7 separate regions of the Mus musculus genome follow, and regions 2, 3, 4, 5, 6 and 7 are each linked to region 1. A link is a contact called in public HiChIP or PLAC-seq and promoter capture Hi-C data. All regions are on one chromosome and are shown on one strand. Each heading gives the region's core, a stretch centred on a gene start, on an enhancer-like site or on the middle of the called end of the contact. The rest is flanking DNA. Distances are from core to core; before and after follow the strand shown. Region 1 holds the start of Uvssa (UV stimulated scaffold protein A). Region 2 holds the start of Rnf4 (ring finger protein 4). Region 3 holds the start of Ppp1cb (protein phosphatase 1 catalytic subunit beta). Region 4 holds the start of Yes1 (YES proto-oncogene 1, Src family tyrosine kinase). Region 5 holds the start of Nat8l (N-acetyltransferase 8-like). Region 6 holds the start of Pisd (phosphatidylserine decarboxylase). Region 7 holds the start of Nelfa (negative elongation factor complex member A, Whsc2).

Region 1 (3,659 bases), core at 621-3,120:
CAGTTACATCGTTATGTGACCATAGTATGTACTTAAACATCTGCTATATCATTAGGTGTCGAATTTGGTTTGACATCAACTGAAATGACATCATATACTATGTGACTGTTTATCACAATATACCTTCAAGTAGTATACCGATTTATGTAAGAATACAACTCTTGGAACATATATTACCATTTCCTCCCTCCATATCACTTGAGTAGCTGTTGTCATAATTTTTTCCTCAATATTGAACTTCAAAATCTATTGAACTGTGGCTTATAAAAGAGATTTGCAATCCTTTCATCAGCTTTATTGTTTACAGTTCTTGAGTTGCTCAGAGTCTGGATCTGCTCTCGTTTCCTTCCCAGGACTCCCTGAGAAGTGCTGGCAGGCCACTTCTTGCTCCTGTCTGCAGCAAGCTCAACTTTTGACGGACCCCCCCCACCCCCCCCCGCCCCGCCGCACATATGTACAAGCCTGGCTTGACACAACCTTTTCTTGTACTTCTTTAAAAGACATTTTCCAACTCCTGAGATCACACAGCTGCTAAGCCTGGCAACTTCCGTTTGAGTAGTGGAACCCACATGGTGGAGAGAACCACCTCTCAGAAATTGTCCTGATCATACTAGGGAGGGTCCCACCTTCTAACCCCCCAATAAAAAAAAATGTAATAATATCTTAAAGACATTTCATTCTCTTTAAATTTTGGGGGTGGGATGGGTGGGGGCAATCTGTGCATGTAAAATGAGAAACTACAGTCCACGATCAATCTCACGAGTGTATGAGGACTGGGACCTGCCAAGAGGTGGTGGGAAGAGCTCAGATTCCAAACATCACAAGTTGAGTTGCCAGATCCTCACATATTGAACACAACACAAATGAACGGGGGAGGGGGGGGGAGGGGACGGACGTGTCGGGGGAGTCCAGTTGACTTTGTTCACTGACCCGGATTCAGGGAAGGGTAGGTAAGTGGGTGGGACAGTAGGCACACCATGCTTTTAACAGTCTAGTCCAGAAGCTCAAGACCGTCCTGCAGGACACACAAACTGGCTGAATGCCCGCTCTATGGGTGCAGACCCGAACCCCAAACCGGATACACAGGGAGACCGGTGTATGCTTCTCCTTTGCTAAGCGAAGCAGGAGCTGACAGCGGAAAGGCAGAGCGAGTTGTGAGCCGGCTAAGGCGGCAGTATCCGGGGTCTGTGCGTTCAAGAGTTGGGCTGAAGCAGCGTGAGGTTGGTAGAGGCCAGAGTCCTGAACACTGTGAAGCTGTAGGAAGGGAGCAAGCAGCTCTAGCCGAGAGCTGACATATCTTCTACAATCATCTACGTTGAGACTGAACTGACATTTTAAAACATCCAATCAGTGCAACCACCACTACCCCAGGGCAGCCTTGCAACGGTGCCTCCCACCATAGCCTGTCCTGGGGTGGACAACTGACCCGGTCAGGGAGGCGGGCCGACCCTTCCCAACCGGACTTGCGCCCAGATTCCCTTCTGAGCTTTCTTAGCAGATATACAGAGGCTGTACATAGGCCGCGAGCCTCCTGGTGGCCAGAGAACTGATCCCCAGATCAAAACTTCTTTCTGCACCTCAGTCTCATACTCCTGACCCAAAGCCACCGCCCCTTTAAGAACTTGCCGGGCCCTCCCGCCTCCTTTTTCTCGCGCTTAGTTCTTCTCGATCTGCCCCGCCCCCTGGAGGAGCGTTGCGTCACCGCGTTGCCGCGTCCTCGCGCCTGCGCTGTGGAGCCGCTCCAGGCAAATGACGGAGACGGGTGGCTGCCTCATCTGAAAGGGACTGGACCAGAGCGGGCGCGTCGCGGTGACTTCCGCTCCTGCGCCGCGGGTCTTCGCGAGTGTGTGCCCGCTGCTCTCTGGGGCCTGTAACAGAGAGAGCTCTGTCTACACCGGAAGGGGTGGGCGAAACAAGCTGCTGCATCCTGCGGGCCGTGTCACCGGGGCTGAGGGACGCTGGTACTACGTCTCCTGAGGCAGCGAGTGCGGCGGACTGAGGGTCGTGGCTGGTCAGATTCTCGGCCCGCAGGGTCGGATCAGTCGCCCCCGCAGTTGTCCAGAGACTGTCGCTTGCAGAGAGCGAGTTTCTTGTGCGGCCAGTTTGCTTAAAATTTAGTGACATTTCCCCTTAGCCCGCGGTAACGTCACCCACACAGCTGACCGAAGACTGCCGGAGTTAGTCTCATCTTTAAAACCTTAGCTAATTATCACCGAAGGGCTTGATGGCCTTCCGTGGGAATGTGGTGGCTAGCCTTCTTCGCCTGGGAGACAACCTACAGAGACACCCTAGGGCCTTTGCCGTAATCCCCAGTATTTGGAGTCCCCCATAAACTTAAAACTAAGACCGTGAAGTATTTATTGTATGTTAACTCAGCATCTCCGCGTCCCTTGTTTCTAGATATGGATCAGAAACTTTCACAGTTGATAGAGGAGCTCACAACTTCAGGAGAATCCCAACTCAATGCTCAGAAAATGAAGGAACTGAAGAAAATTTGCAAGTATGTATTGAGGCTAAATGTGCCAATGTCCCCTGAGCACCCACACCGTGGAGATTGTGGACCCTCTGCCCTCTTGTACACCTCTGCCACCTCCTGCATTCACTACCTAGGAAGGAATTATCTGATCACCAGGGCATGGTGGCATTTGCCTGTTGTGAGGTAGAGTTGGGAGTAGCATGAGTTCCCCGCAGCTTGGGCTACATAGTAAGGCCTTGTCTCAGGAACCACTAAAGGATTTCTGGGGCTGTAATCCTGGTGTACCTGGGTCCAGAATGTCGCGCAAACTCTGAACTTGGTGCCTCTGACGATTTCTGTAAGGTATAAAGCTATCACACTATGTCAGTAAAAGTAGATCCTCTTCTTTTCCGTTGGAGTAAAGAGTTCATGATTGGGTCAGTGGCTCTGGCCTCCCCACCCCCGCCCCACCCCCAGGGATGCTCAGGAGCCCCAAGCATGCTGTCCCCAAGCAAACTGTACCACTGAGCTACCTATTATTATCATCATCATCATCATTATTATTATTATTATTATTATTATTATTATTTCTCCTTCTCCTCCTCCTCTCCCTCCTCCTCCTCCTCCTCCTCCTCCTCCTCCTCCTCCTCCTTCTTCTTCTTCTTCTTCTCTCTCTCTCTCTCTCTCTCTCTCTCTCTCTCTCTCTGACAGATTCTCATGTAGCCCAGGTTAACCTCTTTACTATGTAGCTAAGGCTGGCTGTGAATTTCTGATCTTCCTGCTTCCACTTAAGTGTTCCTTTGGGGTCATAGGCATGTACCATCATAGAACCCAATATTTTTTTAAAAGATTCATTTATTTTTATACATAAGTACACTGTAGTTGTCTTCAGACACCAGAAGAGGACGTCAGATCTTATAACAGATGGTTGTGATCCGCCATGTGGTGGCAGAGATTTGAACTCAGAACCTCAGAAGAGTGGTCAGTGTTCTTACCCGCTGAGCCATCTCTCCAGCCCGGACCCAATCTTTAAAGTAGTCGTTCTCATCCTTATTAATCCCTCGGAAGGAAGCACTGTGATGCTCCCTGCCTTGCTACTCAAGGCAGTCTTATTTGGTTAAGAAGCAAAATTCCTTCATTGCCTTGGTCACTAATGAGCCTTTGTTTATAAAATGAGAGAACTTAAATGATTCTTTCTGAAGTG
Region 2 (3,659 bases), core at 545-3,044, 960 kb after region 1:
GTAAGGATATACATCATATGAATGAGGTTGCAAGCAGTTCAGAGCAGATCTAAAACAGGAACTTAGTAATTACAAATAGAAACAAATAGAAACCTTAATTTGCAAGGATGTAACACAGAACAAACAGGAACTTATTAAATACAAACAGAAACCTTAACTTGCATAGGACAAACAGAAACTTACTAATTACAAATAGAAACTTTAACTTGCAAGGACTTAACTTAGGACAAATAAACTTTTTTGGTGGTTTGTTTGTTTTTTGAGACAGGGTTTCTCTGTTATAGCCCTGGCTGTCCTGGAACTCACTTTGTAGACCAGGCTGGCCTGGAACTCAGAAATCTGTCTGCCTCTGCCTCCTGAGTGCTGGGATTAAAGGCGCCACCACTGCTCGCTTTTTTTGGTGTTTTTTGAGTCAGTGTTTCTGTATAGCCTTGACTGTCCTGGAACTAGCCTATCAGGCTAGCCTCAGACTTAGAGATCTGCCTGCCTCTGCCTCCTGAGTTTAATCTCTGCTGGGATTAAAGGTGTGGGCCACTACTTCCTGGCAAGAAATATTTAACTGTTTAACTGCAAACAGAACCTTTAACCTATAAGGGTATATATTCCTGTTTTGGTCTCACCTGATTTAAGTATTCAAAAAATTATAAGAAATACCTACATTTTTCTTACAAATGTAAGTTCTCTTTATTCCTATTTATAACATTTGGAAAGCATGCCCAAAACATCAAAACACATTTTACACTGGAGTCAGGTATGTATTTATCATACACACTTTATCCTAAGTTCTCTTATAATTCCATAAAACGTCAGAGATTGTAATATGGAAAATATTAACGGTCGGGTTTTGATCTGCTTCGCCATGTTAATCAATCTTCCAGGATCTATATCCCCACAGAAGCAATTCAACCACATTTAGGATAACCTTCAAATCATCTGCTCAAGTAGTCTGAGGGTCCTCATCTATTTCTTTCTAGTTGCTATTTATCTATGGATAGATCATTTTCCAGTTGCTAAACCCATCCCTCCACCTAGCCCAGGAGCAGCAGGACTTGTATTACCTGTTAGCACTCACATTCTTATTAACCGGCAGAAGTAGGTAAAATGGATAACCTGTAATAGGTGTGAATGGACTGAGACTTGCCTAAAGTTATTATACTGGTTTTCAGATTCAGGTAAGAGAGATTCTGTAACATGAGATGTCCTAAGACCCAATTCCAGGCCCTGGTCTTGCCCGAGGCCGTTCTTTGCATTCCATGGGACTTGTGTTCTGAGTCCTGCCTTTCTCGCCTCTGCCCCGACACACTTGGGCAGCTAACCCGCAGACTCCTGGGCATGCCCAGCTCTACCTTCCCCCGCCTTTAGCACACACAATGTCTAACTGGACGTTCTCTTTCGTCTAGTCCTCAAGCTTCCTCCAGGTAGGCCTCCCAAACGTATAGGTGAGCCCCCTGTCCAGATGATGGGATTCCTGCGAGGGAGAGTCCGGGGACCGACATGCCTAAGAGCCTGGCACTTATGGTGCGAATCCCGGCCTGGTTGCCTGTGGATCAGCAGAAAATTGGGGCCTTGGGCGAGTCTCTGGTACGCCTCATTAACGACCGAGGAGACGGAGAAGGGTACGGATTATGGTTTAGGGCTAGATGCAGCCGTAAGGGCCACCGTATACCAGGTCAGAAGCCAAACGAAAAGTCAAACACCCAGCGGGCAAGCTCGCGACGCGCCTCAGCAACGACACCGCCAAGTTCTCGTGGGAGGAGCGCGACTGGCGGCACTCTCGCGGGAAGTGGAAGCTCCCGCAAGCAGGCGGGGGGCGTGACCGGAAGAAGGTGTATTTCAAAGTGGTAATAGATGGTTTTCTCACCCAATAAAATTGCAATTTATCCTCCTAAACCGGTAGAGCACGGGAGAAAAGGCGGGAGAGGCCAATAAGGGCTGAGAAGGGCGGGCCGGTGCCGGACGAGCGGAAGTGGGTCTTCGTGAGGCGGTGGAGGCTTGCTTGAACGGGTCTCCTCAGCGGCGGCTGGAGTCGGTACGTCCTTGCCCGAGCTCATCAGCCGAGGCGTCTGGCAGCAAACCCCAGCTCCAAGTAAGGCTGGGCTCCGCAGCATGGAAGCGGCGGGGCAGGGCGGTGCGGGCGTGGAGCGCGGGCGGCCTCTCGGCCCGCACTGGGGTTGGTGGCCGCCCGCCTCTCGCAGAACCGCGCTTCTCCGGCTTGGGCCCTCTGCCGCCTCTTTCCCGGAGAGCACGCGGTTGTCGGAACATGGAGCGGCGCCGTCGTCGGAAGTAGGGAAATGTCTTGTGTGGGGGTATCCGCTCGCCAACCCGCGGCCTGGCCGGAGAACCTCTTTCGCCAAGTAGGAAGGGAAACTGAGGCTCGGCGAGGGTTGGGGGTCGCCCAAGGTCACTCTCGGGGCCGGGCGGGCGGATTGCAGAGAACCTGAGCGAGGTTTTTGTTCCTTGCTGATGACGCAGCCTTTGTGTGGTCGCGTCGCCGCCCCGCCTTCCGGAGGCCTGCGAGTTTGCTGGGGCACCCGGGCCGCGTGGCGGGCCGTATCTAAGTTGCGAGAGTGCCGAGGACGCTTGCGGGCTTTGGAGCTGAATGGGGTTTGGGCTTCCAGGAGCCACTTTTGGTTCTATCTATGGTTAGTCAAGCGGGCGATTGCGACCTCCATCCTTAGCCCGGTGCCTGCTCGGGCCCTTCCCTCAGGGCCACATCTGTACACAGGGATAGGAAACTTAACCTTTAACATTGTTCGCAGTGGACGCCATTGTCCACATTTTGATTAGGGCGGGGGAGGAGTCCAGATATGGGCGTTCCTGCTTTTTGTTTTTTTAAACTTTACCCCTGGGCGTTTTAAGCTTCAGTTTTTCGGTCTGCCGTTTAGTTTAGGTTGCCCAAGTAATTGGGGGAGCCCGAGGTTCACAAAGGCTGAGGTAGTCTGAGGTCTTTCAGCCTGCAGATTGACTCTTGTTCCTGACAATGGTGAGAGGGAACCTCTCTCCAGCCCAGACCCCACACACACCTGGTGCTTTTTCTTTTTAATGGTTGGAGAAAACACTTGCGTCCCGGTTTGCCTGTGAGTTCGATGTGAAATGAGTGGAAAGTTGTCTTGCTTACTAAGTACTTTGAAGAGTGCTTGTGATTCCAGCCTTTCAGAGGTAGAGGCAGAAGAATCAGGAATCTGAGGATATGTTCGGTCCTAGGTGGAATCGAGGCTAGCCTGGGCTACTTGAGACTCCATTTCAATAACAGTTTTGGTTTTGTTTCCTAGCTTATTTGGTTGTTCCGCCCCCCCCCCCCCAGGAAAGTTGGTTTCTTGGTGACTGTAATATTTATTTCATTTCTGAACAAAGGGTATTTATTGTTTTGTTGGGACTGGAAATTGGACTCAGAGCCTCACAAATGTTAGGCAGCTCCTTTACTACTGAGTTACATCTCTGGTCCTCTTTTTATTATTACCAATACTGATGTGTTGTATGATGTGGGCACCCGGGTGCCATGATGTATATTTGGTGGTGAGAAGACAACTTTGTGAAGTCAACTCTTCCTGTTTTTTATGAGATTACTTCGGTTTCAATTAATTTATTGGATCTCTATAAAGCTAATGCATTACCTGCTATGGTAAACAAACTCCTCATTTTACTTTTTAGTTTGAGAG
Region 3 (3,659 bases), core at 635-3,134, 920 kb before region 1:
AAATAACAAAAATGATGCCCCTCCCTGGAAAAAAAATCCCAACATTTTCTGCTATGACCCATTTCTTTTTCAATCTTCCAAGACACTGGAAAACCTGACGGGGAATGGAAACTCTGACCTTCTCTCTTGTTTCCTTGAACCCATAATTCTGTCGGACTGAATTGTGTCCTGTTTACAGCAACTCTCTTTTCAATGATCACTTTTTCTCTTTGTAGTCCCATTGGACGGGGGTACCCTTTTTAGCATGTCTGCATATAATTGAACTTTAGTTGTGGATAAGACTTAAAAGTTCTTTTCCTTGGGACTTATAGGGCCCATAAAAACATAAGACATCTACATAAGCATTCCCAAGTATTCTGAATTCTTAAAGTCATGGAAGAGATAGATTTGGAGAAATGGCATCAAAATATCTACCTCCATTTGTAACTGGTGTTTCAGTTTCTTAGTTTCTAGAAAGCAGAGAGTCAACTTTTTAGCCCATCTTTTTCAAGTTAACAGAATCTTCCAGCGTGCATTTTGGAAATAAAGCCCCTGGTTTAATCTGATCTTTCCCATGCTTGGTTTCCTTTTTTTTTTTTCTATTTCCTTCTTTACTTTTAAAAAGTATTTTTATGCATATGAGTGCTTTGTCTGCATGTATGTTTGTGTACTATGTATAGTGCCCATAGAGAGGACCGAGAGGGCATCAGATGCCCTGGAACTGTTAGGTCTCAAACCTGGGACAAATGACAGAGGTACTTATTTAACATGTGAAAGTGGTTACTGGACCCAGGTTCTCTCAGCCATTCCTACCTGTTACAGGGTATGTATGGCATGCACACTCCCTGCCCTAATCTTCTCTTTCCCTCCCCCTCAGAGTCATGCTCGCTCTGAATATTCCCAGATGTCTTTCCTCCCAACTATGTTCTCCCATTTATCTCTAATAAACCTTTTTCTTCATCATACCTAGAAGCAATCATGTCCTTTTCTTTTTATTTTATTTTTATCAGAATCAAAATTACAGATAGATAGTTGTAACCATGTGGGTGCTGGGAATTGAACCCATGTCCTCTGCAAAAAAACAGGCAGTGCTCCTAACCTCTGAATCATCTCTTCAGTCCCTGTATTTGTTTTTAATTTATCCCAACTGCAAGCATTTATTATGTAGCTGAAGATGACCTTGGGCTTCTGGATCTTCTGCCTCCATCTCCCAGTTGTAGGGATTACAGGTCTCTTATGCCCGGTAAATGTGATTTTTATCCTCTAGGAACCGAGTGCAGTAGAGAAATGTTTAAAAATCACAAGATAAGAGAATTAAGCAATATAAGAAATCAATGAACAGAAAAGAACTATAGAAAAGTGGTATCCTGAGTGTATGGAGATGTCGGGAGCGTGTAAAATCTTATTGCTGTTGACTGAGGCCCACTTTGAATCCTGTTTCTTCTAGGGTCACCTGGCGAATCAGCGACTCTGGTGATGTGATACAGAGCCCTTGATCTGCAATGTCAATCTTTTTCAACAGAGAAGTCTCTTATCTCCAGCACACCTGGGTTTCCAACATAGGCAACTGAAACCCACGTTTCCGGGTTAGCGGAAATACGAGCAATTGTTTTGAAAACCAGTGACTGAAACCTAGAAAAGAAAAGCAAGGCGGGAAGAACGCAATAGTTAACTCTGCGGAACCACCAGGCCCTGGGGAGCAGGGAAGGAAGGTCATTCCAGCCTACGCCGGCTCTGCGTTCACAAGCAAGGCAGGCTCCGCCCTGCGCCTGCGTAGTGGCGACTGTTCGTTGCAGTGGAACGCCTGAGAGAGGGAATCGCTCCTGCGCGTTAGCAACCGCGGAGGGGAGGGCGGGGAGCTGGAGAGGCAGGAAGGGGACGTGGCGCGCGTGCGCGCAGTTCGGCGCGGCTAGGCGGCCCGCAAGGGCGGAGGGGAGGGAGTGACGCTGAGGGCGGGGCTGTCCGTGGCGCTGCCGAGCTTTGCGGAGCTGGGCGGTGCCGAGGAGGAGGTGGAGGAGGCGGTGGCGGCTGGGGTCTGACGCGGCCCGGTTCCTGACGCGGCCCGGTTCCTGGGGGCCTGCTTGTTTATTTATTTATTTCCAGTGGGCGCCGCCAGCGTGTGCGCGCGCTGTCGCTGCTCGGCGGGGAGGGGGTGGGGGGAGGGCCCGCGCCCGGGGGGAGTTGGAGCCGGGGTCGAAACGCCGCGTGACTCGTAGGTGAGAACGCCGAGCCGCCGCCGCCGCCGAGAAGCCCTGTTAACGCTTTAGGGAGGAGAGTCTGGTGCCGACAAGATGGCGGACGGGGAGCTGAACGTGGACAGCCTCATCACCCGCCTGCTGGAGGGTGAGTGCGGCGCCGGCTCGTCTCCCCACCCGGCCGCGGGGCCCTTCCCGCTCGAGCTGAGGTCGGAGAGGAGGGCAGGCGGGCGGGCGGGCGGGCGGGCCGGGTGCCCCAGGAGGCCAGGAGCGCGGGCTGGCGGGCGGGCAGGCGGGGAGGCCGGGCCGAGCGAGGCCGGAGGCCCATCGGCTGGTACAGTCTTCCCGAGAGGCGGCCGGGCTCCGCTTGGCCGCTGTGCTGGCCTCTGCAGACCGTTCCGAAGAAGGGGCGAGGATGCCTGCCGCTGGGCTTTGTGTGTCCGTGGAATGTGTATTTCTCGGTTCTCTTTGTGCGTTGCCCTTGGCAGCCTCCGATGGTCGTTCCGGTAGTGAATTTTACATAAAACCTTCCCAGTAAGGCTCTCGGATCGTTTGCATTTTACTGGATGCTCTAGAAAGAATTAGGGAGAGGATACGATGACTAGTTTACCATTTATTATCTGGAGTATAAAAAAACAGTAAAAATCCTGAATCAGGTTAAAGACGTCCGTTAGAAATACGAAACGCCCGGATACATGTGCTGAAGGGGTTGATTTGGGGGCTTTTTTTTTTTTTTAAACATGTTTGAGCCGAGTTTAATTTCTGCACAAACTTAGCAAATGTCTGTTGTGAATAATCTCTTGAGCTTAAAAGGTATTTTACAAGTGTTCTCAGCATTTGAAGTTCCGGGTTCTTATGCTTTTATCGATTAGTTTTGTGTTGGTGGGAACATAAGGAGAAAAGAGGAGATGGAGAGGCCAGTAGTTAAATGTATTGGTCCGTTGGGGGATACTGTTCGAAGTTAAAGGCGGGTCTTGGTCAAAAGAACCCTTTTACGCTATAAAATTTGCGTCGTCACTAATTGTGGAGTGTGTAAAAAAGAATTGCGTTTTTGAGTGGTTAAGAGTCCTTTTTGTCAGCCTCCTAATGAATGCGTGTGTTTACTACAGCGAAGCTGTTTGTGTTTGGAATTTTACCAAAGAGCGTGGAGAGGGGTGACTTTTCTTTAACTAGTTAAAGTACGAAGTATTTATTCTCTGTTTAAAACAACAACAACAACAAAACAACTCTGTTTATATGCTCCAGATGTAAAAGCTTTCCAGCAGCCTTAAGGCTGAGAAAAAGGCAGAACTTTTACCAGGAACTCTTTCTTATTTACCTTCTCCTTTAGTATCAAGTTATTCCTGGGAGGCCCCCTGGTGCTTGCTGTGTTTACTGCTTGGGATTTTGTGGTCTTTAATTGATAGAAACATCTTGCTGGGTCTGTGAGAAATTTGTTTAGTTAAAAAAAATTTATGCTTGTAGTACATGGCTGGCTCTATTAGG
Region 4 (3,659 bases), core at 795-3,294, 770 kb before region 1:
CCAGGCAGAATCATAGGTTCCATTGGTCATCATCAGTTCAACTTCTAATAATTCAAACTTCCAGCCAACTTTGATAAGTAAGAACACCTTAGTTTTAGAAATACCTAATATAGTTCAAATTTTCCACTGGCCTTCCCCTTCCTTCCTAGGGCTGATTTTCCCAGAAGTTTCAAGATAGGTCTTAACACACTGTAACATTGTGAAGAGGGATGCATGAGCCGACACTCACCTGACCATTTCAGAAACAGGGTTTTAGCTATGACTAGTTTCTATAACAACAAAATTTCCCAGCAAAATTTCCCAGATCCTGTCACCATCTTTAAGAATATTTCTAAAATAGCCATTAAATGTAACCTTTAAGTTGTAGGTGTATTTTTGATACTCTCTCCCTACCTTAAAGTACAGAAATTGTGTGTGATGGTACCTACTTGTAACCCCAGAAACTGGGAGGTAGAGACAGGAGAAGGAGGGGCTCAAAAATCATCCTCAGCTACACAGCAAGTTCAAAGCTATCCTGGGCTACACAAGACTCTGTCTCAAAAAAGCAAGCAAAGTAAAACAAAATAAAATATAAAACAAATTCAAAACAGGTTAGACTAACATTGAGAGGGTTTTTGTTTGTTGTCTTTTAAATTGGGAGAGTTTAGGGTCACAAATATATTTCTATTTTATCTGTAGGTTTAGAAAGGCAACAGCTCAAGTAACTAACGTTCTAGTTTCAAGAAAAAACTTGCTGGGCGGTGGTGGCGCACGCCTTTAATCCTAGCACTTGGTAGGCAGAGGCAGGGGGATTTCTGAGTTCGAGGCCAGCCTGGTCTACAAAGTGGGTTCCAGGACAGCCAGAGCTATACAGAGAAAAACAAAAAAACAAAAAAACAAAAAAAAAAAAAAAACAAAACAAAACAAAAAAACCCCTTAATGCACCAGTCAATGGCAAAATAAAGCACCGCGCTACATCACACATAGTTGTTCATGTGGATTCCCATTCCTTTCTCTGAAGAAACTTTTTAAAGCTGTGTGCATTTAAGTTGCTAAAGTACCAGACTACTGACGGAGTTGATATGTCAAAGATGATGCTGAATTTCTCTGAAAACCACAAAGGAAACCAACAGTCCCACATTAATACTTCGAATAACCCCACCAAAGAGGAAATACAAAAGGGAAATTAAGAGTGTGATAAGGCAGACGTGCCTTTAGCAGGAGTACTTCTAGATTGTCTTTTGACCCTCTCAATCTTGTACCTCAGTTCCTCCTAAACCCTTCCTTTTTCTACAAGGCAAGCAGAAAAAACGATGCAAGGCCTTCGGAGGGAAAACAAACAAAAAACCTTTCATCTTGACTTCTTCACTTCAAGGGGCCCAAACGTCAGCTTTCATAGCTGTCAAGAAGAGTCACAGTGCCTGTCCGGGTTCCCTATTACGAGGATCAAATACAATGCTGTCCCACTCTAAGTGAGAGCCACCATTCCTGGGAGAATTGCCAACACAACTCAGGTTCGGTTCTACTCGCGCGGCAAGGCTGGTTCGACCTACAGTCAACAGGAAGCTTCTGCGGCCAGACGAGAACCAAGGTGTCAGCACTGCCCTGATGGCTCACGCGGTTCGACTGTGATTTTACTATCAGTGACAAAGGGTGCGGAGGCACAAAGCTGAGAAATGAACAGTCAACCTTTCTCCAAAGAACCCCAACCCCGATCACCCTCCGAAAACAAAGCCCCACACCCCTCAGTGTTTCGGTGAGCCAGGCGGAGCCCCGCTTCGCCCGTTGCGGTAGTCGGCGTGCGGGCAAGGCAGGGAACCACATGCCGCTGCTGCTTTCTCCTCACGCCCCCTCGGGAGCACGCCTGACCCCTGGCGCCATGTTGGGCCGGCAGGCACGACACGGCCGGGCCTCCCAGCGGCCCGCGGACCCCGCGCAGAGCTCCCGCGCCGGAAGGCGCTCCCAGCAGACAGCAGAGCGCGAGTTCCGGTGAGCGGGCGCGCGCAGGTAGCCGCAACCCCCGCCCCGCGCGCGATCCGGAGCGGAGGGGCGGGGCCGGCGGCGAGAGGAGGAGAGAGGGAGGCCGCGGGGTGCGGGCGTCCGGGAGTTCCCTCCTCCTCAAGTAAAGCGTCCCGGGCCGGCTGCGCCGCCGTCGCTGCCTCCTGGCGCCCCGCGACCTGGAGGTGGAGAAGGGAGAGGGACCCGCGGGCGTCCACCTCGGCCGGCCGCCTTCTCCCCGCGGCGACCCGTGCGAGTGCGGCCGGACTCAGGTAAGCTCGCGGCGTGGCCTCGCGACGTAGGCAGCTGACCCGGACCGGGCAGCTCTAGGCCTCGGCATCCACCCTCCTGCTCCCGGGCTTCTCGAGGCGCCGCCGCCCCTGCCGCTGTCCGCCTACTGGTCCCGGAGTCTGGAAGTTGAGGAGAAACTTCTCCCCTCCCGCGGTCTGGCTGGCGGGCGTGAGTGTCTCGTCTCCTGGGCTCACTACCTGCTTGCCCAGTGCCTCGGTCTCCGCCCTGTCCAGTACTTCCCGATTCTGCGGGAGTCCGGATAGTGGTCCAGCCTATGTGGTGCCGCCGCTGCACCCTCCACCCCAAAGGACGTGGGGTCACTCCCGAATGAGGACCAGAGGGTAGGGCAGCGGCCCCTTCTCGTCCTAGCGGCTGGAGGTCTGTGTCGCCGGACGCCCGCAGCAACTGTCTGGAGCGAGGAGTGGAACTCGTGGAGCGAGCGGGTGAGCGGCGGGTTGTACTTGGTTTGATTGCAAACCACGACCTGTTTATAAAGTTTTCCTTTGTTTGGGTTTGAGGGTGTTGGGACGTGTTACAATCAGCGGCCACTTTTAAGTGCCTTGCCACTCCGCCTCCCCGTGAGTTCGGTTCTCTGTCCTCCTGTGTCAACGAAAATTTTGTTTGTGTTTTGCTTCTTGATAATTGCTTCCAGCTTTTGCTTTATTGGGCTTGAGAAAGAGTTGTTTTTAAAAAGTGGGAATATCGTTTCTGGTATAGGGATTGTGAATGGGGCATAGCGTAGTTTTGATGTAGTTATTCTTTGCATAAGTGATTGGAACAGCAGTGGAAATGACAGTTATCAAAGTAAATAAACGAAAAGTATGCAGTTGAAACATAACTTTGTACCTCTCTTGTGTGTTCCACAGCTGTGTTTTTTACATGTGATTTCACAGGATATTTCGGTATGGTATATTCATGTATTTCGTGTAAAATTACTGACCAAAATTGGCAATTGAAAGTGAGTTTAAACATCCTGTTAAATTTCTAAATTTAAATTACTCACTAATGAAAATGTTATTAAGTGTGCATGTGTGACTCAATTTAAGGCCAAATGTGTGCTACCTCTATTAACCAGCACAATGGTGTGGACTAGAAACATTTTGAGTGGGCAGATAGGGAGTGTTAAATTAAAAGCCAAAGTTCTTATATGCAACATATATGAGAGAGAATACAACTGTAGGAAAGTTGTTCTTCAGGAATTTTTTCCGCTTGCTAAATGCATTTAGCTATATCTTATTTTTGAATACCAGCAAAACCTCAGTGAAAATGTAGATGCTGGTTGACATTTCAGTAGGTCCTAAATTTAGGGGAGGGAGAAGATTGCCTTTGATTGAAACTTAGATACAAGACTGTTTATATTCCATATTTCCAGGATAAAATAAAAGCTTTTA
Region 5 (3,659 bases), core at 641-3,140, 620 kb after region 1:
CTCTCTCTCTGTCTCTGTCTCTGTCTCTGTCTCTCTCTCTCTTCCCTTTCTTTCTTTCAAACTCAGAGGGAGTTGAGTCTGGACCTCCAGAAGTTCTGGCCTGGAAATATTATTGCAGAATTCCCATTTTGGTGGCACCTCTTCGCGGCTTTTGAGCCTGTTTCTCTTCTCTGTGCTTTGGGCTCTCCTGCTCTCTTAAAGGCTCCTGTCCTCCCCCAGTCCCCAGTGGTTTATAGCTTTCAGCATCGAGCCCAGGGCCATCTCCCAGGACTACCTTGGCTGTGGATATTCCCACTACCCACTCCTTTTTCTCTACATTTTCAGTATGGGGTTCTTCTTCCCCAAACAGACCCTGGGGCAGCCATGCCAGGCAAGGATAAGTCCTCTTTACCCAACATCCTTAAAGAACACACCGTGGTTGGAGGGCTGCCCTATTAAGGAAGCATTCCTAACCCATGAATGTTCAGGTGTAGGGTCCAGGGCACCCGTCCCCACTCTGTCTCTGAAATCTTGATAGACGTCTTTACCCCTGCCAGGCTGTAGGCAGGCACTTCTAGGCTCCTGGAAGGTGCATTCAGCTGCAGGATGTGAGGAAGCCAAGCTGGGTCTCCTGAGTCTTCCTACACACCCAGGCAGAGGAGTGTGTAAGCCATCGTGGGGAGCTCGGGAGAGGTAGAGTGGCTCTAGGCTGCTGCTTTATTAAAGAGGACCTTGATGCCACCCAGGAATGGCCTAAGGGAGAACGGCAGAGGGCGCCCCACGACAGGAAGGAGGAACAGGGCTAAACAGGGCCATGGATTGTCCTGCTGTCTGCGCAACTCCTAGGGTAGTATCTTTAAGTCTCCAAGACCCTGGGCTCCAGTCTTGGCCCCTTCACGCTTTCAGACGGTTCCGATGTGTTGGTTATAGCGCAGGCCACCATCATGGCCATGGGGGCGGGGGCGGGGTGGGCAAATGATTATAGGAGGACCGGGGCAATGGAAGGAATGGTTAGGCAGACCAGGGAATGGGTGCTCTGCAGAACTGAGGGGGATTCTGGTCGCGCTGATGTGAGTCTTGCAAATCCCCTAGGCCCGGAGGTGCAGAAAGACGAAGGAGCAACTCTGGTCAGGGGTGTGGAGAGATACCCTATAGGCACCGGACCATTTTGTTGCTTCTAAGGCTTACAGGCTTCAGTGACCCGCAAACCTAGGGTCCTGAGTCAGAACTTCTTGGCTCCACCAGATGGGTCCTCAATGCTCAGCCTCACTTTCCTCGGGGCCCTTCTGCCTGACTGTCCTCAGCCCTTACAGGCCGGCACTGGTCCTGCAGACCACCCAGCCAACCTCGGGACTCAGGAGAAGTCAATGTGGCTAGTCGGTGCCCCGGCCTGTTCAGATACTATCAGTGAGTTCCTTTGAAATATTGAGAGATTTAGCATCAGTGTCCAGGAAGGTCGCCTCTGGGACCCAGATAAGTCCCACTCCCCCGCCCCCGTGTCTCGAAAACAGTGAGGAAAATCCTCTCTAGCCTGACCCTCTCCTTCTCAGTCCCCTTGTGCTGACAACCCTGGCTGTTTGATTACCCTACTCCCAGGTTCCATTTGCGAGACAGGCCCCTTCAGTCTCTAGGTGACCTTAGCCGTTCTGCTGGCTCCAACAATGGTGCGGCATAACGCAGACTGAGGGTCCTCCGGCCCGGAGAGGGTCTCCGCGAGCACGAGGATGATTCGGCTTTGGGGGTGCCCATTCCCGTGACCTAGGAAAGTGGATATGCCACTACGCATTCCCCACTCCATGCGCGCCCTGTCTGCTGCGTCTGCACGTCTTGCTCCGGGGGACTGTGAGACCGCGGCTCTGAAGCGAGCCCCCGCTGCACCTGCACCAAGGCCACGGGGCGCATGCGCGGACCGCGGAAGGCGGGGGCCGAGCCGGGAGGGGTCCTGCAATTCCGCAGGTCCGCTGCCGGGAACGGTCGGGTGTCAGATTGGAGTGGGGTGGGGTTCGGCTGTCAGGCAGCGCGTGCATCAAACCACATTTCAGCCGCGTCCTCACTCTCTCAGTCCGTTCGGCCCCGGCCGCGGGCTCGGAGGGCGCCTGCCAAAGGAACACGGGGCCCCTCACGAGGACTTCGGCCGGGCGCCGCGTACAGACAAAGGGGTGGGAGATGGAGACACTTCCGTGATTACTGCCAGCGGCCGCGGAAGAAGAGGACGCTTTGCTGCAGGAACGCAGGTCCGAGCGCAGCGGCAGCTTTGCGGGAGCTCAGGGGCGGGGTAGGAGGCGTCCATCACTCTCCGACCTCCTGGCGAGCCTCAAGCCCCTTACGCAGCGCCTCTCTGAGCACCCTGTCCCTGCTGTCGTTCACTGAGGACCACTTCCTCGCACGCTCTCCGTTCGGCCCCTCCGTGCTCCCGCGGTCCGCCAGCCACGCAGCCCAAGTGTGCCATCGGGCGGGCGCAGAGGCGGCGTCTGCTCCCACCCCCGAGATCACATGGTGACCCTCGGCAGCCAATGCAGTGGACGCTAGGACCCTGCGGGACCCCGGGCGCCGCGACTGCACCGGCGCCGCTGCATTATAAATACTTCTCCAAAATGCGGCGCAGCTCCCTGCGCGCGCCCCGGCCGCCCGCCGCCTCCGCCCTGCGCCCCTGAGCCGCTGCCGCCGCCGCTGCCGCCGCGGGTCCGAGGGCGCCGCGCCCTTGCCCTGGGCTCGGGCTCTGCCCGCTGCCGCCGGCTCGCGTCCTCGCGCTGCGCCGCCCGGCCGGGTGCATGCATTGTGGGCCTCCCGACATGGTCTGCGAGACGAAGATCGTGGCTACGGAGGACCATGAGGCACTGCCGGGGGCCAAGAAGGACGCGCTGCTCGTCGCCGCCGGAGCCATGTGGCCCCCGCTGCCCGCCGCGCCCGGGCCGGCCGCCGCACCCCCACCCGCGGCAGGTCCCCAGCCCCACGGAGGCACCGGGGGCGCGGGGCCGCCGGAGGGGCGCGGCGTGTGCATCCGCGAGTTCCGCGCAGCCGAGCAGGAGGCGGCGCGCCGCATCTTCTACGACGGCATCTTGGAGCGCATCCCCAACACGGCTTTCCGCGGCCTGCGGCAGCACCCGCGCACCCAACTGCTCTACGCCCTGCTGGCCGGTCAGTGCGCCGCGGGGGGCGGGGGGCCGGCGGGGCTGCGGCAGTCCCGCACCGGCCCGGCTCCAGCGGGTCCAGCGGACCCCTCCGGGGACCGTCGCGCTTGACTCTCTTTGCCTTCCTTCTGGGTTCCCATCTCGGAGCCCCGGTGCCGCGTCGGTACGCTGGACCGGTTGGGAGGAGACCCGCTTGCACCAGCGGCGCAGCGCTCCGGGCTTTCGGCCAAGGCTCCTGGGCCGGGCGTGGGAACCAGCGCGGGCTGAGTGCAGGGCGCTGCGGACTGGGAAACACAGGGTTGGCAACTCAGTCCGCGGCGCCCGTTCTTTCCGTCGCGGGGCATCCCGGGTGGGGGCGGCGTGACAGGGCAGGTAGCGCTGCAGCTGCGGCCCGGCGCGACAACTATATATATAATCTTTGGGCGGGGGAGGCCGCCTGAGGCTCAAGTGCTAATTTATGACGGGAAGACAGCCAGCTCCGCGGGGAGCCAGGGAGACTGTTCGCCAGAGCCAGGGATACAGGGAGGATACCCTCTGCTGTCTGAAGCA
Region 6 (3,659 bases), core at 429-2,928, 590 kb before region 1:
TTGTCTATTAAACTGTAAGTTCCTTAAGTATAAGGCTAATTGCAAATTAATTAATCAGTAAATTAAATAATGAATGTGGGTAGTGTTTATGCATGTGAATGGGGAGGTCAGAGGACAACTTTGGGGGCCATTCCCCATGAACCATACAAAAACTTGTTAGGTTTGTTATGTTTTATGGTTTTTTCTTTATTGTTGTTTTGCTTTGATATGGGGTCTGAGTATATATTTCTGGCTGGCTGGCAGTCACTATGTAGACCAGGCTGGTCTTGAATCCAGAGAGATTCACCTGCTTCTGCCTCCTGAGTGCTGAGATTAAAGGCGTGCATCTTGTTCTTTGATACAGGGTCCATCACTAGCCTAAAGGTCACCAATTAAGCTAGAATGTTTTCTTCTGGCCTCCATGGGTACCAGGGCACACACAGACATACATGCTGGCAAAATATTTACACACACACACACATTTTAAAAATTGAGCAATGTTGGTGGTGTAGAGATGGTTCAGCAGTTAAGAGAACCAGAGTTGAGCCAGGTGTGGTAAAGCCTTCAATCCCAGCACTTGGGAGGCAGAGGCAGGCAGATTTCTGAGTTCGAGGCCAGCCTGGTCTACAGAATGAGTTCCAGGACAGCCAGGGGTACACAGAGAAACTCTGTCTCAAAAAACCAAAAAAAAAAAAAAAAAAAAAAAAAAAGTACCAGAGTTTGGTTCCCAGCATACATGTCAGATGGCTCTCAACCACCTGTAATTCCTCCAATTCCAGGAGACTCTTGATGGTCCTATGGACACCTGCAACCACCCATATGCATACACACACACGGTGTAAAAAGGTAGAAGTAGTCTTTGCCAAAAAGAAATAAGTATGTAGGCTATTAAGTAACTCAGCCAAGTTGAGAACTGTTTCTTCTCTCTCATTTGGGTTAAGAACTCTCTCCTCTTCTCCCCTCCTACCCTTCAAAAAAGAATAAACAGCTGAAACATGCCAGTAATCTCGGCTTTTTGGAAGCACTTGGGAGGCTGAGGCAGGGGGATAGCTGTGATTTCGAGGCCAGCCTGGGTTACCTAATGAAACTGTCTGGAGCAGACAAAAAGCCAAATGAACAGTCACAATAGATGCCTCATGTCGCTCTCCCACTTCTAGCTGCCTAGGAACTTAAGTAACCCAGACGTTTGGGGTCAGCAGGATAAGGACCACAATTCCACCACAGACTTTTCAGATAAAGAAACCTAATTCTTTCGCCTCAAAGCTTTAGAACCCCAAGTGAAGGTCGCTTTGCCGTGCCGTGCTCTTCCAGGTTACACCAGCCTGGTAGGAAGGCAAACACCCGTGAAAAGGAGATCGACTCTGCTTCCACTCTAGAGACCAGCGGGCAGCAGAATATGGTGGGTTTGGTTGTCCCTGTGCACTTTCACCCAGCCTTTAGGCCACACCCATTTCACGGTCCACGCGGTGGCTTGTAGCACCTGTTCTGAAGCCGAAAGGTGGCTCCGTGTCCTTCCTGTCAGACCTACTCGCGGCGAGCCGGCGACGAGAACTGGCTTCGCTCTCAGAGCCTGGCTTGGTCTGTGCTGATCCCTACCCCAGCAGCCTCCCGCCCGGCCATACCTGCTCCGCCACAGCACACCTCCACGAAGCGAGCGCACACACGCGCGGCCCCCAGACGCCGCCATCTCGCCTCCTCCTGAGCGGACACGCCCCCTTCCGCCTTCGGACGCACGCCCTTGTCGTCACCGGGCCAATCAGGAACGTGAAAGGCTGGGCCCGGAAGCTTCTGCGTACGGCTCCGCCTCTGCCGGGCCCACCCCCGCGGAGTGTGTGGGCAGGCGCGCCGGGGCGATGGGACAGCCGCTCCTGTGCCCGAAAAATCTGAGCCACCTTGTGCTCAGTCACGATGTGTGCATGGCACAAGGATGCTGGCGCCCTCGGCGGCCAGAAGAAGGCGTTGGATCCCTTGGAACGGGGTGTCTATTCTTATCTCATTGATGGGGCTCCAGAGGCGAGGGGTTTATGTAAGAAATATGGAAAGCTGTTAAACTAGGCTCCCGGTGATGGTGCTTTCTCCTGTACTTTCCAGTTATGAGGGGAAAACGAATTTTTCAGTGGTACATAACAGTTTTGTTTTTGTTTTTGTTTTTTTTCCTAAGCGCTGGAGACCCGCAGCCAGCCCTTGGATATTATTACCATTTTAAAGGTCTGCGAGGATAAGCAACTTTCTCAAGGGCACATTAACCCCACAAAGGGCTCGCAAATTGTATAATAATAGAAAATCCAGTATTTCTACATCATTGGTGTCAAAACCCATGATCTGAACACCCCGCCCCCCTTTTAAGGCCCTAGAAAAATGGTTGAACCTGAATGCAAAAACTGAAGGAAGGCAGCCCTGATTTTTCTTCTAGTAAACACCAAACGGATAAGCTAATTAGTGCTTTAGATTAATTCTGGATAGTTACTTAAATTCACTTACAGCAAAACCAGCCACTAAAGAGAACCTAAACCGGGCTTGGTGGCACACCCCTCTAATCCCAGCACTCAGGAGGCAGAGGCAGGAGGATTTCTGAGTTCCAGGCCACCCTGGTCTACAAAGTGAGTTCCAGGACAGCCAGGGCTACACAGAGAAACCATGTCTCGAAAAACCAAAAAAAAAAAAAAAAAAAAAAAAAAAAAAAAAAAAGAGAGAGAGAGAGAGAACCTAAGAAGTCACAAGTTTGGTAATTCAAGGCAAACACCTCCCTTTGTCATACTTTTCCAGAGCCTGGAAAAGAAACACACACAACATAATTTTGGTATGGAATTGAGTGTTGTAATTCAAATGATTGAGGTGAGTTATTTCAAAATAACACTGGAATCCCAGTATTTTGGAGTGTCCTGAATTCCAGGCCAGCCTGGGCTACCTAGACCCTGTTTTAACAAAACAAAACAAAACAAAACAAAAACCCTAGTTTTATATAACACTATTTTTTTTCAATTCTTTAGAAAACATGTTATAAATATACTGTATATACCTTTTTTAAAAGGAGCAAAACTAAAAACACATAATAAAAAGAGGTGGTGAAATGGCTCAGTGGTTAAGAGCACTAGTTGCTTTAAAGGACCCGGTTCGATTCCCAGCACCCAGATGGTGTATCACAAGTATCTATATCTCCAGTTCCAGGAGATACCATGCTCTTCTGGCCTCTGAGGGCACCAGGCATGCAAGTTGCAAGCAGGCACACGTGCAGTTAAAACACTCATGTGTGCAGGTTCTGGTTGTGGCCAGAAGGCATTGAATATCTTGTAATTGAAGTTATAGAGAGTTTGAGTTACCTAGTGTGGGTACTGGAAACAAGGTCTTCTAAAAGAGTAGCCAGTGCTCTTAACTACTGAGCCATCTCTAAGCCCTGAGAAATTTGATATATTGGATTTGACAATGACTTCTTGGCTGTAACACCAAAAGCACAGAGAACAACAAAAGATAACTGAACTTCAAGGTTGGAAAGTTACCTCCTTTTTGCATCTACTAAGCATATTATTTTACTATTATTTCTATTACTTGTTAGTGTGACCACATTACATTTTAATTATTCATTTAATGTGTATGTTTTGCCTGTTTATATGTATATGCACAACATACATGTATGGTTAGATCTGGAACTAGAGTTGAATACCATCCTGTGGGTACTAGAA
Region 7 (3,659 bases), core at 322-2,821, 560 kb after region 1:
CATTTTGAAAGGCCACCTGGTATAATCCTACTGTCACCTCCAATGTTACTTCTAGAGTTCACATGAACATGTATTGTATCAGTCACAACAGAACAAACATGAAACAGAAAAACACAAACACACACACACACACACACAAAATGAATGAGAAAAACCAGCCACAACCTAATCGTCCATTTGCTGTCTGCTTGAAGAATGGAACCCCATAATTCGGAGTAAATCAAACTGTCTGCAACAACTTGGATGAATCTGTCCAGGTGTTTACCAACAGAAGACACACCCACACCACACGGAAAATGAATATAACGTGGAAACCTGTTGCCGTATTAAATTCAAATGAGGCAAACCCCAAATACTCGTGTGTGCTAGGAATGCACACACGATTGATAACCCTGCCAAAATAAAACCAAAAAAAAAAAAAAAAAGCCTCCTGCAGGAAAGAGGAATGGAGGTGCTTTGGAGGGACCAGCCTTGTTTTCATGTGTGGAGATAACAGGAGTCATTTAGCTAGCTCTCAGTATTTTTTAAACCGAATAAATATGCAGTTTTGTGTATATGGTATAGTGCAGCAATAAAAATTAATGATATAAAAATAATACAATAACTGGAAATGTTTAAAAACTAAGGTAACTCGGTGTTTTTAGCTGCTATCAGATGTAGTGGCCCAGACCTCCAGAGATTGAGACTGGAGGATACCAAGTATGAGATCAACCTGGGCTACACAGTGAAACTATACATATATTATTTGCGTATGTATTTGCAAAGCATAGTATAAGTTAGAGAGATGCAATGTGGAACAAGAGTACACTGAAAAGAAGCCACAGAATAGCCGGGCGTGGTGGCGCACGCCTTTAATCCCAGGAGGCAGAGGCAGGCGGATTTCTGAGTTCAAGGCCAGCCTGGTCTACAATGTGAGTTCCAGGACAGCCAGAGCTATACAGAGAAACCCTGTCTCAAAAAACAAAAACAAAACAAAACGCCACAGAATAGAGATGAACGCAAGCCGACTGATATTTGGTAAGGCAAAAGCAACAAAATTAAGGTCAGCAGTCACATGGAAAGTTGCACTAACAGCCCCGAACCAAGAGTAGCTTCGGAGCTGAAGCATCCAGCACTGCGGAAGGGGCGGGCCTGGCTGTTGTGGCCATGGCCCCACGACCCCCGAACGCGACAGCGCCCAGCGGCTGGAAGTACTAAGGTGTAGGGGCTAACGGCGCCAAAACGGAGCTGCGCGCGGCCGGCGGGAGAAGGGCAAGGTGCGGCGCCGGAGCCGGCGGGAGGCAGGAGCGGTGCTCCGGCCGGAGAGAGGCTGGCCCGCGTCCTCACCTCGTCCACGGTGCGGCGCGGGAGATGCAGCGTCCCGAGCAGTAGCTTGAGCTTCACGGCCGAGGAGAGGCGGTGGAAGCAGAGGCGGATGTTATCGATGACCGCGGCGGTGAGCAGGGACGCGATGCTGGGTGGCGCCCACAGCTCGTCCGTGGCGCCCAGCTTGTTGTGCAGCCACAGGCCGGTGTCACTCTCCCTCATGGAAGCCATCTTGGCGGCGGCAGCGCGCGTCGGCCGGCATCTTACGCGGACGCCTACGTGTCCCCGGCGAGGACCCCCAACATGGCGGCACCCGTTGGCGCGGGGCGGGGTCTCGAGTGCAACTGCAAATGGCCCCGCCTTCTGGAGGCTTCGAGCCGAGGCGCAAGAACAGGGAGTGGGCGGTGAGTCTCCGCGAAAAGAACTCTGGGTTTCCGTAACGCATGATGGCGGCACCTACTAGGGCGCCGGGCAATGCCGTAGCCATTTGAGTCGCATCCGTGTGTCGTCGAGATGTTCCGCTCAGAGTACCGCAGTGAGGCGCAACAGTTTGGTTTCCCGGTGTGCGGCTCATTGGAAGGAGTCCGGAGAGCGCGCTGGGCTCGTTCTCCACAGACAGTCTTGAATGGCCCTTGCCCGTCCTGCATACAGTGCTGCCTCAGGTCCGCATACAGGTCCGTTCCGTGTCGGGGATGTCACTAGGCCATTTCCCATGGTTATGTGGTCGCGATGGCTGTGGTTAATCATCAGGGCAATTGCAAAGTAGTTCAGAGTACGGTCTTTCAAAGGCTGATCCTCCACAGCTGCTGAGAAGCCTAAATTCACCCTGTAGTGTCTCTCTTTATCAGAACTTGACAGTGTAGTTCTGTCCATCCTTCGAACTCACTCTGTAGACCAAGCTGGCCTCAAATTCCGAGATCCACTTACCTCTGCCTCCCAAGTACTGGGATTAAAGCCCTAGGCCACTCACAAGGCAGTGTCAGCAAAAGTGGCAGTAGGGCACGACTCTGGTCACAGATATTTAGGAGATTGAAAAGGATCGGTTGGGCCGAGGAGGTAGAGGCCATCCTGTGCAAAATAGTGAAACGAATCTCTTAAAACACTAAGTATCCTGGGAGTGGTGGTTCATGTCTGTAATTCCTGGAATTTGAGCTCAGATAGGAGGGTTTGAGTCCATTTTGAGCCACAGAATGAAAATATATAACTAAATGTAAATTGTTTTCTCCTAATTGAAATATTTCATGAAGAGGGGAGAGCAGCTCTTAAGACTTAGCATGGTAATTAAATGTACAAGCCTGAGGAAACTTGGAAAGGCATAAGACTCACTAGGCCACTTCCCATGGTTATATTAACAACTATTGACAGAAGAGACTGTGGAATTGCCTGATTCAAGGGACTGGGAGCCTCAGGTATCCAGCATTTGGTGACAGCTGTAGTGGAGTGGTCTTTCCTGACACTTTAAGTTACTCAGACTTGCCTGGTGGTGGTGGCACACACCTTTAATCCCAGCACTTGGGATGAAGAGGTAGGTGGATTTCTGAGTTCGAGGCCAGCCGGGTCTACAGAGTGAATTCCAGGACATCCAGGGCTACACAGAGAAACCCTGTCTTGGAAAAAAAAAATGTTGCTCATCCTTGAAGTAGGTTTTTGCTACTTTGTGGGTTCTTTTTCCCACCCTTCATCCTCCCATCCATTTCACCCTCTATCATTAGATAGAGAAGGAAGGATAGAGGAGGAGGAGAGAGAGAGAGATCCCTGAATCTAGTTTCTTCTTTGAGCACCGCTACTAACAAACCACAATCCCCTCCCCCTGCTCCCAATGGCTAACAATCACCAACTCCACTTATCAGGGCTCTAGCATTTATATACCCTCTGAAAAATTCCCAGAATTTCAAATGCCACACAAACACAGAAACTATCTGCAGCTGGCAAAACCATGGCTCTGCTAATCAGTCAGCTGCTACAAAGCAGCCCCATATCCCCACACTTAATATTAAGACAAAAACATAATATTTCTGTGTTTTTTAAAGAAAGCAAAATATCAGAATTCTGAAAATTGCCACTACACATAATTGCCAGGTGTGGTGGTACACATCTTTAATCCTAGCACTCAGGAGGCAGAGTCAGTAAGGTTTGAGGCAAGACAGGTCTACAGAAAAAGTCCCAGGACAGCCAAGGCTACATGAAGGAAGCCTGTCTACAAAAATGAAGTGGAAACTTGAGGGTTCTTTGGAAATTCAGTTATGCTGGATGGTGTTTTGCTGGGGTATACATCTGAAGGAGTGTTTTCCTGAAGTGGACACGGGTGAAAGATTAAGGCAGACTCATGAAGGAACATTTGGCTGAAGCAGACA

Evidence for each region. Promoter capture Hi-C pulls out the DNA fragments that hold promoters and counts their contacts. HiChIP or PLAC-seq counts read pairs in DNA pulled down with a chosen protein or histone mark.
Region 2: a contact with region 1 is called in an H3K4me3 HiChIP or PLAC-seq map of bone marrow-derived macrophages, with 4 times the contacts expected there. The contact joins the promoter of Rnf4 here to the promoter of Uvssa in region 1. A contact is called at or near these places in 1 of 484 Hi-C or Micro-C datasets (CD4 T cells), 1 of 115 datasets of contacts at active chromatin or transcription factors (bone marrow-derived macrophages) and 1 of 9 other capture datasets (liver).
Region 3: a FOXA1 HiChIP or PLAC-seq map of pancreatic cancer cells shows a contact between it and region 1. The contact joins the promoter of Ppp1cb here to the promoter of Uvssa in region 1. A contact is called at or near these places in 1 of 39 promoter capture datasets (erythroid cells), 3 of 484 Hi-C or Micro-C datasets (CD4 T cells and CD8 T cells) and 2 of 115 datasets of contacts at active chromatin or transcription factors (bone marrow-derived macrophages and pancreatic cancer cells).
Region 4: a promoter capture Hi-C map of liver shows a contact between it and region 1, with 5 times the contacts expected there. The contact joins the promoter of Yes1 here to the promoter of Uvssa in region 1. A contact is called at or near these places in 2 of 39 promoter capture datasets (both in liver) and 1 of 115 datasets of contacts at active chromatin or transcription factors (memory CD8 T cells).
Region 5: a contact with region 1 is called in an HNF4G HiChIP or PLAC-seq map of pancreatic cancer cells. The contact joins the promoter of Nat8l here to the promoter of Uvssa in region 1. A contact is called at or near these places in 1 of 115 datasets of contacts at active chromatin or transcription factors (pancreatic cancer cells) and 1 of 9 other capture datasets (adipose tissue).
Region 6: a contact with region 1 is called in a promoter capture Hi-C map of liver, with 2.9 times the contacts expected there. The contact joins the promoter of Pisd here to the promoter of Uvssa in region 1. A contact is called at or near these places in 2 of 39 promoter capture datasets (liver and neutrophils), 1 of 484 Hi-C or Micro-C datasets (CD4 T cells), 1 of 115 datasets of contacts at active chromatin or transcription factors (memory CD8 T cells) and 2 of 9 other capture datasets (adipose tissue and liver).
Region 7: a promoter capture Hi-C map of embryonic stem cells shows a contact between it and region 1, with 2.4 times the contacts expected there. The contact joins the promoter of Nelfa here to the promoter of Uvssa in region 1. A contact is called at or near these places in 4 of 39 promoter capture datasets (embryonic stem cells, erythroid cells, hippocampal neurons and 1 more), 4 of 484 Hi-C or Micro-C datasets (CD4 T cells, cortical neurons and muscle stem cells), 4 of 115 datasets of contacts at active chromatin or transcription factors (astrocytes, bone marrow-derived macrophages, memory CD8 T cells and 1 more) and 1 of 9 other capture datasets (adipose tissue).

The regions. Positions count from the first base shown.
Region 1 is chr5:33,376,826-33,380,484 of GRCm38.p6, forward strand. It overlaps Uvssa (UV stimulated scaffold protein A), which reads left to right and starts at 1,871. Exons shown (of 14, transcript NM_001081101.2): 1 at 1,871-2,177; 2 at 2,401-2,500. The coding sequence starts at 2,403.
Region 2 is chr5:34,334,456-34,338,114 of GRCm38.p6, forward strand. Rnf4 (ring finger protein 4) reads left to right here and starts at 1,795. Exons shown (of 8, transcript NM_011278.5): 1 at 1,795-2,086. It also overlaps A830049F12Rik.
Region 3 is chr5:32,457,086-32,460,744 of GRCm38.p6, forward strand. It overlaps Ppp1cb (protein phosphatase 1 catalytic subunit beta), which reads left to right and starts at 1,885. Exons shown (of 8, transcript NM_172707.3): 1 at 1,885-2,322. The coding sequence starts at 2,271.
Region 4 is chr5:32,609,127-32,612,785 of GRCm38.p6, forward strand. It overlaps Yes1 (YES proto-oncogene 1, Src family tyrosine kinase), which reads left to right and starts at 2,045. Exons shown (of 12, transcript NM_001205132.1): 1 at 2,045-2,249. Gm10461 (collagen alpha-1(II) chain) reads right to left here. Exons shown (of 2, transcript XM_030254958.1): 2 at 1-2,926. The coding sequence ends at 2,098.
Region 5 is chr5:33,994,094-33,997,752 of GRCm38.p6, forward strand. Nat8l (N-acetyltransferase 8-like) reads left to right here and starts at 1,891. Exons shown (of 3, transcript NM_001001985.3): 1 at 1,891-3,117. The coding sequence starts at 2,751.
Region 6 is chr5:32,783,948-32,787,606 of GRCm38.p6, forward strand. It overlaps Pisd (phosphatidylserine decarboxylase), which reads right to left and starts at 1,679. Exons shown (of 8, transcript NM_177298.3): 1 at 1,602-1,679. The coding sequence starts at 1,666.
Region 7 is chr5:33,934,700-33,938,358 of GRCm38.p6, forward strand. It overlaps Nelfa (negative elongation factor complex member A, Whsc2), which reads right to left and starts at 1,572. Exons shown (of 11, transcript NM_011914.3): 1 at 1,327-1,572. The coding sequence starts at 1,536.